Regions from separate parts of the Mus musculus genome. Here regions 1 and 3 are each linked to region 2. A link is a contact called in public Hi-C data. All regions are on one chromosome and are shown on one strand. The core of a region is the stretch at or near the end of the contact, and the rest is flanking DNA. Distances in the headings are between cores, read along the strand shown. Region 1 overlaps Gm35167 (a long non-coding RNA gene). Region 2 holds the start of Azin1 (antizyme inhibitor 1). Region 3 holds the start of Baalc (brain and acute leukemia, cytoplasmic).

Region 1 (4,573 bases), core at 1,363-3,862, 320 kb after region 2:
CATCTTTGACACAGGGCTCCCTAGTGTGGTTTCCAGATCATTCCTCAATTGACCATGGTATTCATCACAAAACCCAAGGACTGTAACAGTCTGACCAGGGGGAGAAACATTTCACTCCTGTTTTCCTGTGATGACGATAGTTAAGGCTGAGTGAGCCACGTGACCCACGGAGACTGGACTGTCACCATACCCAACCACTGATTGGCTGGTTCTTACCTAGCTACAGGACAGGGAGGACCAACAGGGGTGGCAGTGACGCAGACAAGTCCCACCTTTCAGAACCGTTGGAGTCCTCGGGGGATCTAATCTTTGTCTGCTGACCTCACCAGGCCATTAGGCCTGTTTCCGCTCTGTGAAGCAAACAGTAACAAGTGTCCTACAATGTGTCTGCTATGTCTGGGGCCCACCTCAGGGATTACAAACACCACATGCCAGAACAGGAAAGAGGAGAGAGATGTCTCATCTACAGCCAGTAAGGACTGAAACGGGGCTATTTTCCCAAACGCTGCTCTCACTGAAGAGGAGAAGCTTGAAGGGTCCATTCAGAGTAACGTAAAAGAGCATGCATAGGCACGAGGGGCACAGTTCTGGGCATGCGCAGTTTCAGGCGTACATCTTTGAGCATGCTCATTTTGAGGTCATAGGTCAAAAGGAAAGTACAGGGGCGGAGGGTGGGGGAAGACACGTATTTTAGATATGTGTAATTCGGTATTATAATGAGCCAACTTTACTCTAACCAGACTAAAACGATATGAGTCAGAGTATCTTAGTAATGTTGACTAGCTCATTATAAGTTCCTCCAAAGAGTTTCAGCTGAAAAAGAAATAACGAAGGTACAGTGAACTGCCTTTCAGAGGGCGGGACGCTTCCTACACTGTGAAGTGGAGGCTTGCAAGCTCCTAAGGGCACCTGCTTCCCTTATTAGCTAACAAATTCACACTACTACAGCAGCTGTTTCCTGGGTTCTCCTGCAGCTAAGTGCAGGGACTGAAACGATGCAAACCCCGCGTCCTAGTCAGGGTTTCAATTACTGTCATAATACACCATGACCAAACTAATTTGCGGAGGAAAGGGCGAATTTCTGCTTTTACATCTCAAGGCACACTCCATCACTGAAGGTAGGCAGGATCCTGGAGGAGGGAGAACTGGGTACCTGCTTGCTCCTTGTGGTTTGCTCAACCCACTTCCTAATAGCACAGCAGGGCCATCACCTCGGTTCTGGTACTACCCCAGGAGGGTGCCCTTTCCTATCAGTTAGCAATCAAGAAAATCCTCCACAGACTTGTCTATAAGCATTATAATGGAACCTCCCCCTTTATTTTTCATGTGCATTCTCTGTGAAAATGTCAGGTGACCTAGAACTGAAGTTACAAACAGTTGTGAGCTGCCATGTGGGTGCTGGGAATTGAACCTGGGTTCTCTGAAAGAGCAGTTAGTGTTCTTAACTACTGAGCTGTCTCTCTAGCCCTGACATTTCTGAATTGAAGTTTTTCTACCCAGATAATTCTAGCTTCTGTCAAGTTGAAAAATAAACAAACAAACAAATAAACAAAAAACAAAAGCAAAATATAAGTCTCACCACACCCCAGAGGGTCCTTTGGCTCGGCTGAGGCAGCACCACTTCAAGGCCACTCAGACTTAGATGGTAGCTCAATGCTATCTCTCTGGGTTAAATTGTGCTCCCACAAAAGATATGTTGAAATTCATACCGGTGAAATTCCAAATGTGATCTATTCGTAAGCAGGGTCTCTGATACAGGCAAATCTAGTTATAAGACCATCCAAAGGGACTGTCACCCATTCTGTTTGGTGTCCTTTTTAAAGAGGGAAAATTGGAGTCAACTCAACTGGTAAAGGTGCCTGCCATCAAGCCACAATCTGAGCTCAGTTCCCAGAGTCCACATGGTAGAAGGAGAACCAATTCCTGAAAGTTGTTCTCTGACCAGTCCAAGCCTGCTAGGGCATGTGGATGCCTACATATACATATACATATACATACACATACACATACACATACACATACACATACACATACATATATATTACATACATACAAACATATACACACAAAATACATACACATATGCATAAATGTAATTTTAAAAATAAAAGTAAGGAGGGCTGGAGATGGCTCAGTGGTTAAGAGCGCTGACTGCTCTCACAGAGGTCCTGAGTTCAATTCCCAGCAACCATATGGTGGCTCACAACCATCTGCAATGAGATCCAATGCCTTCTTCCGGTGTGTCTGAAGACAGCTACAGTGTATTCATATAAATAAAATAAATACATCTTAAAAAATAAAATAAACGTACTTAAGAGCACTCGCTACTTTTACCAAGGACCCAGATTCAGTTCCCAGAGCCCACGTGGTAGCTCACAACGACCTGTAACTACAGTTCCAGGGGATCTGCTGACTTCTGGTCTTCCTGGGCACCAGGCACACACATGCTTGCAAACATACAGCAAACATACACATAAAATAAAAATAACCTTCTTAAAAAATAAAATTAAAGAGGGGAAAGTTTGTGAAGAGAAGGAAGCTGCCGATGAAGACGGAAGGCTGTGTGGACACAGAGTTGGGACTGGGAGATGCAGCTCATGGGGCCAGCTGCAGCAGCCTCTTGCATAGACTCACCGGTTACCATTGTGGTGGCTTGAATAAGTATGCCCCCATAGACTCATGTGTTTGAATGCTTGGCTCATAGGGACTCTTAGAAGTTGTGGCCTTATTAAAGTGAGTGTGGCCTTGTTGGAAGAAGTAAGTCACTGTGGGGGTGGGCTTTGAAGTCTCCTATGCTCAAGCTACGCCTTCAGATCAAGATGCAGAACTCTCAGCTGCTTCTCTAGCACTATGTCTTCTGGCATGCTGCCGTGTTTTCTGTCATGATGATCATGAACTAAATTAAACCTCTGAACCTGTAAGTCAGCCCCAGTTAAATGTCGTCCTTTATAAGAGCTGCCATGGTCATGGTGTCTCTTCACAGCAATGAAATCTTAACCTAGACAAAGACCAAAATCCCAGATCCAATCCTGAGTGTTAGCATGCTTTCCTTTGAACCCACTAGCATGATGAGGTCTCCACACAGAGGGACTTCTAACACAAGGGCAGGCACATTCTGAGCAAAGTGGCATGTGGCCCATGATAGTGAAAGTCTTCTCCCTTTCCAGGAAACCTTGTAGGTAAATGGGCCTGGGAGAGAGACCTAACCTGCTGCCCCTCTTTTCTGTAATAAACCAGCTCTAGAGTTTTTGTTTGTTTGTTTCTTTTGGGGGAGGCATTTTAAAAATATTTTATTATATTTTGTGTATGAATGTTTGTCTGTGCACCATTTGCATGCAGTGCCCACAGAGGCCAAAGGAAGGCGACTAATTTCAGATGGTTGTGAGCCATCTCTCCAGCCCAGGAGGAGTCATCCTCTGAGAGCTAGATTGCTTATAAAACACCTTTGAAAAGTTCTCAACTGCCAGGTGTGGAGGTGCGCGCCTTTAATCCCAGCACTTGGGAGGCAGAGGCAGGCGGATCTCTGAGTTCGAGGCCAGCCTGGTCTACAAAGTGAGTTCCAGGACAGCCAGAGCTACACAGAGAAACCCTGTCTCGAAAAAACCAAAAAAAAAAAAAAAAAAAAAAAAAAAAATATATATATATATATATATATATATATATAGTAATGTAAATATCTGCATTTTCCAATAGTCTTAGTTAACCCTGTGTAAAGGTCACGTGACCTGCACAGGGGTCACGACCCACAGGTTGAGAACCACTTCAGTGCTTTGCCCACTTTGCTGAAGCAGAGCTGAGGAATGGCCACTGAGAGCTGACCTTGACAGAACTGCTCAGTTCTGCACAGCTCTCGCCCACTGCTCGCTCCGGTCCCTCCTCTATTTAAGCCTAATGCTCGCCTCAGTATACCAAAGATGGATGTGGATCATTAGACCTCTCCCCAATGTGACCGCACTGAACTTCCACCCACCTCCTTGGTTGGCATTGGGGATGGGTGACTGAGCCTAGCAGGTGAGACCGCTGGACCCCAGGCTTTCCCTTCAGAATTGACTATAGTGTCATGTGCTTGTGTGTATTTGCATCTATGTACTTAAACCTAGATTTTCAGTATAAGAGAAGACGTTTGCTATTTTTCTCTCTTTCCCCTTTCTCCCCCTTCTTACATCCACCTATAATTTCTGCCCTAGAAAACAAAGGAGGCTTCTTCAAGTCAGGGAATGTCAAAGAGAGGCAGTAAGCCAAAAGCTGCGGAGGCAGGATGCTAGGGGAGTGTCCTCTGGTTTCTGACCTCCAGCTCTGTAATAAACCACAGTTCTGTTGTCTCCAGCCACCTGATCAGCGCAGTCTTAGGAAGTCCCACTTTATGGGTAACCCATCAGCCAATCACAGAAGGGGCATGAATTGCCCAGACTTTCAGCTGAAATCCCAGGGTACCTTACAGAATTTTGTACTATTTTTTTCCAATTTACATTTCTTTTGTAGATGTTAATTATTGTGCCAACTTTCATTTTGTTTTGTTTTGTTTTGTTTTTCAAGACAGGGTTTCTCTGTATAGCCCTGGCTGTCCTGGAAC
Region 2 (4,010 bases), core at 176-2,675:
TAGTGATAAAATGGCCTTTGGTTTTTCCTTTTTCCAGACAGGGTTTCACTACGTGTAGCTCAAGCTGTCTAGAAACCAGGCTAACTTTGAACTCAAGAGATCCATCAGCTTCTGCCTTCTTATGCTGGGATTAAAGGCATGCACCACCTCATCCAGCTAGAAAAAGGATTTTAAATATAAGGGGAGGGGGGAGGCTACATCCGTCATTTTACTTTAGTAATAAAAGTTTATTAAATAATAGAGAATAGAGAAAAAACGGCCGGGCAGTAGTGGCGCACGCCTTTAATCCCAGCACTTGGGAGGCAGAGGCAGGCAGATTTCTGAGTTCGAGGCCAGTCTGGTCTACAGAGTGAGTTCCAGGACAGCCAGGGCTATACAGAGAAACCCTGTCTCGAAAAACTGAAGAAAAACAAAACAAAACAAACAAGATTAGAGAGAAACCCTGGTGTGGTGGCACGTGCCTTTAGCAGGAGCACCTAGGAGCACCTATATACCAGGCAGAGTTCAAGGCTAGCCTGGTATATAGAGGGAGTTCCAGGACAGCTTGGGTTGCACAGAGAAAGCCTTTCTGGAGAAACAAAACAAAAGAATAAAAAAAAAGAATGACTTCAAACGAGAAATGCAGAGGATTAAAGAGATGTGCCTTTAAGTCATGTAACTTCAGCAACACTGGCCCCGCTTTAATAGGGCTGGGTCTGACTGCATCAACCCTTTTTGAAAATGAAGACAAAGAAAGAAAAGCCACATTTAAAAAAAAAATCTACTGCACCATATTGCAACATGCGAACACGGAGGAACATTCTGGTACGATCAAAGCCTCAGTAACCACACCGGACTGGTTCTTGCTGGCCACGGGGAACTCATTTTCATAACGGAGCTCCGCAACCCATGGAGAGGCGGGAACCTCTCCCTCGGAATACAGTCCCCGGGCATAGTATACAGTTGTTACATAAACTAGTGCACCGAGAAAGCCCCGTGATGGCGCACACCCTCCTCTCCTAAAATACTGGAGTCGGTAAGCCGAGGACCCAGGACGGTCCCGAAGGCTGCCGTCAGCATGGACTAGCTGCCGGCTCACAAAGCGGATCGTTGGCTGCTAGCGTGGCGCGCAGGCGCCGCAAGGGCGAGGGCGCGATCCGCGATCCGCTGGGCCGCGCGCCCTCTGCCCCGCCTACGAAACTAGCAGCCCGCTGGGGAGCGGCTGCAGCGCGAGGGCGGGAAGCGAGCGCCGGGCCAGCACCTGCCAGGCCCGGTGGTCCCGCCCTTCGGCCCCCTAACTGCACAAGGCTGTCCTTCCCCTTCCGCCCCTCCCACATTCCCCGGCGGCACAGGCCCCACCCCCGTCGTGCGGCCGACCGGCCGTCTGTGACGTCAGCAGCCCCCGCCCCCCTGAGTATAAATACTGGCGTCTCTGGCACCGCCTTCCCACACTCTCTGGCTCAACTCTCGCCGCGGTGTTTCCGTTTTTCTCTCTGGTTGTCTCCTGCTCTGCTCTTCTCATCCTTCTCGCTCTGCTGCTCTGCGGAGTGACGAGGCTGAATCCTCTCCCCACCCAGTTCGCGCCTTTCTTCTTTTTCTCGCGCCGCTCCATTTCTCCAGTTCGGCTGCCGCCGCCACTGCTGCTCAGCTGGTGTCGGTGCCGCGCGTTTCCCCCACGTCGTCCCCGCAGCCTATGGCCCAGGCCGCCTTGGGTATTTCTGCTCAAGGTAACCACATCCCTCTTTAAAAATTCCGCCGAAAAAGAGAAGACGCTTTACCCGACTCTTTGGGCCGTTATCTCACGTGAGTACCGGACTTAGGGGCGCGGGAGGGTCCGGCGCCTGGGCTGGGCCACGCCGCCCTCGGTGTCCCCGCAGTGCCCCGCAGCCGGCGGCCTCGAACATGGCGGCCGGCGGCGTGTGTGGCGGCTGCCGGTGGCCCGGGCGGCGGCCGGCGCCTCGCGACCCAGGGCGGCAGCCGACAGCCGCGGTTGAGCGAGGGGGCGTGTGCGCGTGGGGCCGCGCTCGGGGGCAGGCTGGCGGTGGTCGCTGTTCCCTCTCGGCGGCATGCGGCCCCCACCCCACTCCCGTGGTGCATTGCTGTTTCCGGGGAGGGGGTCCGGCGGCAGCCTGGAGGGCTGGGGGTCCCATCGCCCTCTCCCTGTCTCAGTGCCTGCAGGGGGTTGTGGTGCGGAGTGGACGGGCTGCGGCGGCCGGGGCTCCGGGTTATGAATGGAGCGGGGCGGGCCTCGAGCCGGCATCTGGTGACAGCTGGGAGGAGGCTGGATTCTTGCGGGCGGGAGAGGGGGTGCGGAGTGCGCGCTCCCCCTCTGGCGGTGGAAAGTTGACCTCACTCGGGGCCGGCGGCGGGGAAGCCCCGGTGTCAAGTAGCAAGCGAATAGGCCTTTGGCCCTTTCTGGAAACCTCGGCGCTGCTGACCCGCCCCTGCGGCTCTCCTGATTGGGCCAAGTCGCTTTCACTTACCCCAGTCACCTCCTGAAGCCTGGAGATTAGTCACCATGGCTTCGTTTTCTGGTCCTAGCTGTGATCGCGGGGCAGAAAGAGGGCGAAGGGTAGGTTGATGCGGCTTATCAAGGACTCTGTTGGCTGCCAGCGGTTAGTAGTGTTTAAACGTTTTATGGTATTAAGTATCATGAACGTGTGTTACTGGCTGAACGAAGCAAGCAGTTTACACTGTTTACAGCCTCAGGATGTTTGAACAGATTGAACTCAGTTTTGTGGTGGATATCTTAGGTTGTTCTTGTCCTGTGGTGTTTTACCATTAATATATGCACAGCCTGGGTGAGAGCTGATTAACTTCCTCAGGAAAGGACTATGAGAACTAGGCCCGACAGGAAAGCAAGCTTGGTACCAATAAGCCCCGAGGAATTCACAGGTAATAAGTAGGAAAGGGTGTTTACATAAAACTGTAGGTTATAAAGATAAATGAGTAATCAATTTATTTCTCTAATGTTTTAGTATGATTCCCAACAATGAACTCAGAGTGGTACCTTCAATTTAGATTCCGCAGCTAACATTTTACTCTACTTACCTTCCAGCCATCTTACTAATTCTGCATTACGGACATCAAAATGCTTCATAGCTCTAACTTGAGTATTTCCATACATTAAATACAGTCCCATTCTCTAATTTTTAGAAATTGGCAGTAAAATTCTCATTATTTATTTGTACTGTTTGATTAGATTTTGTTGTTTGTTTGAGACAGGACCTCACTTTGTAGCCCAGACTTGAGTCTGATTTTCCTTCCTCATCAGCCTGGTGCTAGGACTCCAGGCTCAGGACAAGTTTGGCTTGTATTTAGTACGTTTTAGCAAAGTGATGCCAGGTGTTGTTACACCTGTAATCCCAGGAAGTTCTTGAAGCTAGCTATGGTCACATAAAGCAAAATCCTGTGTGCAAAGAGAGGAGAAAGAACTTTATAATCTACATCTAGGTCAAGACAGAACATTAACATCCTCATCTAGCCCTCCTGACAGGTCACAGCAGTTCTTGTGAGGCCCATCTAGCCTTCCTTTTTTTTTTTTTTTTTAAATCAAGGGACTTAAATGGAATCAATTGATATGCATGCTTTTGTGCAAAAGGCTTTTATTTAGCATATTTTATATGTTAATAAATTGTTTCTGGTAGTCCATTGTGTGTATATGTATATGCCTGATTTTAAAAAACTTTGCCGGGCAGTTGTGCATTCCTTTAATCCCAGCACTTGGGGCAAGGCAGATCTATGAGTTTGAGAACAGCCAGGGCTGTACAGAGAAATCCTGTCTAAAAAAAACAAACAAACAAAAAAAAAACAATTTTTTTTTGGAAAATCTGCAAAGATAGCAGAAACATTTGTAAAGATATTTCGAAGAGGAAAACAATTTTGAGGAGTGTCAAGGTGGAGCTAGATTTGTGGTTGGTCAAGTGATTGCCTAGAATCTCCAGCCCTGGGTTTGATTTCCAGCACCCTATAAACCAGGTGAGAAGCACTTCTGAGATCCTAATCCTCACATTGATTGTAATCCCAGCATT
Region 3 (4,174 bases), core at 373-2,872, 410 kb before region 2:
GAACATGGTTCTGTGGACCCCAAACTGCCTTGCACTCTGTCAATGATGACTGGGTCTCCTGAAAGTCAGCTGATGCACAAAGTAGACAATACAAGACCCTTCCATCTCCCTTCCCCAGCTAGCCTTTGGGCTCCATTAGCATTCCACTTAATGAGGTCATTGTGTTGTGGGCCCAGCTATCATGTTTGTCCCTCCTTCCCATTGTTCTTTGTATCGCAGTCTATAAGAGGAGGCCCATCTGTCTGTTCCTTTGGATATTATTTTATTTCCACTATATGTTTAAGAAACCTGAGATTCTGAAAGATTGACTCTACAAGTCTCCTCGGGTAATGAACTTTGGAGACAAATTTGAAACTGGTTTGCTGATCAAAGCCACTGAAAGCAACTTAATGATGTGAAAAGGAATTCCATCGCAAAATTCTTGCAAACGATAAGCTTTGTTACACAGTGAAATGGAATAAAATTGGTCACCTCGGGGTTTAGCTAGTTTTCATTCTTCCCCATGGCATTGTATGCTATTTAAGGTCCATGTACATGTTTACAATGTCTTTGCTGTAACGGAAAAACTTGATCCTTGTCTTCATCTACACAAAACAATGCTTTTGTGATCTATCAACTCAGAAAAAGAAAGTGCTTTGGGAAATAAACTACCATGTAAGGGACTGATCAGAAGAAAAAACAAAAAGAATACCATCACTAGGTAGGAAACTGTGCCCTCGGGATGCAGGAGGCCAGAGCTGGGACAGGTGGGATCAGTGGGTTCTGAACCTTCAAGTAAATGGTGGACTTCAGGGAAGATGAGGAAATTGGAGGAGGAAGGAGAGGAGGAGAGGAAGAGGAAGAAGAAGGAGAGGAGGAGAAGAGGAGGAGGAGGAAGAGACTGCAGAGTCTCCAATTGCTCAGAGCTTTCATTCTGGGCTGCAGCCCTCACTCCCCCAGCCCTACCCCATGGAGGAGCCAGGCACAGCAGGAGAACCTCTGGGAAGTAAGGGATCAAAGGATGCCAGCCTGGTCCAGGACCGCATCCAGCCTTCTTTCAAACAGCAAGCTTTCTGGTGATGCTGGTATGATATTTTACAAGAGTCACCCTTGAAGACCCTTGCACTGACCAGCTGATTAGAGGGTATGAGGTACAATGCCAATTTTGTTTCCTTCCGCTGGCTTTGCTGCCTAACACAAGGAGACTTTTGGACAAAGCTGTGTACCTGAACCAACACACATTTCCTCCAGAGGGCAACTCTCTAGGACTCGTTTCTATAAGTTAAATAAAACTCAACAGCCCACAAGGAAAGGATTAAAATGGCATTTGCAGTAAGTTTTTACATTGAGTGGTGGAAAACCTCGATTCCCGAGGTCCCGAGGTCTTCCTTCCCTGGACACAGTGCTGGTGGTCCCGATTTGTAAGTTCCACCCCTGTTCTCCATCCCCAGTTGATGTTGTAGTTTTGACCCTACCTCTGTGGCCCAGAGGCCATTCTGTTTCTGGGTCAGAGGGCCTGAGCTGAGGTTCTGTGAGTTGGGACATTGGGTCCCACAGTTCATCTTCTTCTCTGGGTTGGCTATTCCACCCGGGGCTGCAGGTCGGAGCACCCCGTTAGAGGACAGTCCGTCTTCCAGCACACCTGGGGAGGCAAGGAGAGAATGGCACCAGAGGCTTGCAAATGGCAGCTGTTACAAGCAATCCCAAGGTGGCAAAGAAAGGGCAGCTAATAGCAAAAGGTGGCCTCAAGTTCCACCTGGTAAAGCTATCTTTTCCTGTAAGAATACGTGTGTTTTTACGTTAAAAATAAGATTTAAAAATAGCTTTGTAGCTTGAAGTTTTCACTTAACACATTGATGGCAACTTTTCCACATTATTAAACACTCGGCCATGTTATTTTTTACACGTCTGCTGGTCGTACGAACAAGCAATCATTTAACCAATGCCCTCTAACTGGATATTTGTTTCCACGTTCTAATGCTAGATGTTACTGGAATAACATTCCTTTTGATTAATAATTTTATTCCTAGTGGTTCTCTGGGATAAATTCCTAGAAGTAAGGTCACTCTCTTGACGGTTACACAAAGATAATTTTTCCTAGTCTCCACCTATTGGACTGAGCAAGTGTGTCTCCCACAACAAATGCCAAGAAACACAGAACTTCAAATAAATGACCTCACTAAAAAGCAAAAGGAGGACAAGATGGGAATTCAGGACACACAACAAGTACCTGATTTGTAGGAGAAAAAGGCCCAGGGATCAAAGAAGGGATCTGCCAAATGAGCGGAGAGAAGCCAGCCAGATGCCACAGGAGTTACGGGCATGAGGGAACAGCCAGAGAGGCCATCCCTTTTCCTCCACCAGCCTAGTCTAGATGGCCGTCCACCATCTGGGACTTGGCTCACAACAGGAAGCTGTACCCAGGGGCCTTGAATTTCACTTGTATGACTCAAATTCAAAAATAAAATGACTAAGAGTGTCAAGACAGTGTTCACTGAGCTTTGAATTTGAGCCAGGCCCTTTCTGAGCCCAGGAGGTCCTGGGCTCATGACTGCAGCTGATTTGCTGAAAGTGACCAGCCAGTCTTTTGTATAGGCTACACTTCTGGGTAACAGAGGGAAATGTAGTTTACTTTGTCCTTTTTCTGTATTTTCACATTTTGGTAAGAAATACAAGCTAGATTCACACAACAGAAACACGGGGTTTGTGGCTGACCTTTTGGGGTACCCTCTTAAGCAATCTAGAAAGGTTACATATGGCAACGATCCCTGGCTGGCCTCATTTTTTTAGCTTGCTATCAGAACATCTCAGCTTATAGGCCAGGCTCGGTAGGCTAGTCGGTAAGCACTTAGCTGATTGTGTGAGTCATAAGTTAAGAATGTAACCAACATGGCTAAAGAGAGGATTGTGAGGAAGAGACAGCTGGTGCTAGGCCATAAATAATGCTTACCCTGTCTGTGTCAGACATCGTTAGAGCCTTTGTGCATGTTGCCCCTTTAACCCTCACAGGAGCCCTGTGAACTAGGAACCATGATCCATGCTCAGTGACTAAAGTAGCCCCTGCATTGATGCTGGGTGCCATCTGCTTATCTGTTGCTTACCACTCTCTTCCTACTCCAGCCTGGGGTGGGGGACTTGCCCTTACTGTAAAGGAGGAGACATTGAAGTCTAATTCTAGACCTGTGCTTTTCTGAGGCTTGGGGTACAAGCAAGTGCTTCCTCCTAGTAAAACTCCCAAGCAGGCTGCTCTCAACCTTAGTGCTTAGGAAACCCATTAATGGTGTCTTAAAATGCAAATCCTGACATCCATTGGCCCAGATTTCTGATTCAGTAGAGACTCAGGAACATGGATTTCTGAAAGTCCCCCTAGATTCTGAGGCAGAGGACTTTAGAGACTGCACAGGATCCTTATATTATGATCATAGATGTAGCTGCTACATACAGATCTCCATCTAACAGATTAATGCTCTTGCTTATTCTGAGGGTTATGGGCAAAATGCTTATCTTTATTTGTCTCACAGTGGATTCTGGAAAAGCATCATAAACTGAGATAAATTTGCCAGCTCCTTAAAATTTGCCTGCCCCTAGAGAGGCAACATCCTAATGTGAACATCTTCCACAAAATTTCCATCCCGGAGACAAACCAAATGACTGACTTTGTCAAAAGCTGGGAAACAGACATGCCGCTGCTTGATAAACTGCGACCAGTGGCTTCTTGCCAAAGCTTCTGGCTATTTTAGAAATGAAGCCGAGTAGGAGGGCAGACTGCAGAAGTTTAAAATGGTAGCTGGCAGCCACATGCAGAACAAGTTTGCTCCTCAACCTCAGCACCTTGCTATCCCTGGTGAAGGTGATCAGAAAGTCTGTCCAAAGTCATAAAGAAATGGCTGCAAGTATTTTCCCTCAATGAACGAAAATCGAAGTGTAAGAGGTTGGTAACATGTTTGAGAAGAATCTCTGATGTTACATCAGAGGGAACCCTGGCTCATGAAGCCCTGTCTAGGCTCAGATCCAGAACACATGCCCAGTGGTAATTTTGTCTGAATTAAGATATAAATTAAATTATTAGTACTCAACCACTTACTGAGAGTTTGTCTTCTAATTTTCAAAATGAACCAGAATAGGATGTCTGACTGACATTTCTTTAGTCTAATGAATAACTGCAGATTGCACTAATGTGTAATAACATATGTGG

What was found. Hi-C and Micro-C count contacts between places; a contact is called where the count stands out from the background.
Region 1: a contact with region 2 is called in a Hi-C map of the N1E-115 cell line, with 2.3 times the contacts expected there. The contact joins the enhancer-like site here to the promoter of Azin1 in region 2. A contact is called at or near these places in 1 of 39 promoter capture datasets (the C10 cell line), 1 of 15 datasets of contacts at CTCF or cohesin (the NIH/3T3 cell line), 1 of 484 Hi-C or Micro-C datasets (the N1E-115 cell line), 2 of 115 datasets of contacts at active chromatin or transcription factors (effector CD8 T cells and memory CD8 T cells) and 1 of 9 other capture datasets (embryonic stem cells).
Region 3: a contact with region 2 is called in a Hi-C map of the C2C12 cell line, with 4 times the contacts expected there. The contact joins the promoter of Baalc here to the promoter of Azin1 in region 2. A contact is called at or near these places in 14 of 39 promoter capture datasets (the 3T3-L1 cell line, 3T3-L1-derived adipocytes, the C10 cell line and 8 more), 1 of 15 datasets of contacts at CTCF or cohesin (the NIH/3T3 cell line), 10 of 484 Hi-C or Micro-C datasets (the C2C12 cell line, the N1E-115 cell line, cerebral cortex and 6 more), 6 of 115 datasets of contacts at active chromatin or transcription factors (embryonic limb bud, embryonic stem cells, extraembryonic endoderm stem cells and 1 more) and 1 of 9 other capture datasets (pancreatic islet).

Annotation. Positions count from the first base shown.
Region 1 is chr15:38,193,675-38,198,247 of GRCm38.p6, reverse strand. The region is part of intron 1 of Gm35167 (a long non-coding RNA gene); the gene reads left to right. Among named protein-coding and RNA genes, the nearest start is that of Gm35167, 3.7 kb to the left of the region's middle. Within about 2 kb of position 2,612, at least 2 of the 459 cell types and tissues checked have an H3K27ac peak or open chromatin away from gene starts, as enhancers often do. A contact at or near this core is called in the N1E-115 cell line, where this site is marked.
Region 2 is chr15:38,516,681-38,520,690 of GRCm38.p6, reverse strand. Azin1 (antizyme inhibitor 1) reads left to right here and starts at 1,425. Exons shown (of 12, transcript NM_018745.5): 1 at 1,425-1,782.
Region 3 is chr15:38,931,357-38,935,530 of GRCm38.p6, reverse strand. Baalc (brain and acute leukemia, cytoplasmic) reads right to left here and starts at 1,622. Exons shown (of 2, transcript NM_080640.6): 1 at 1,455-1,622. The coding sequence starts at 1,622.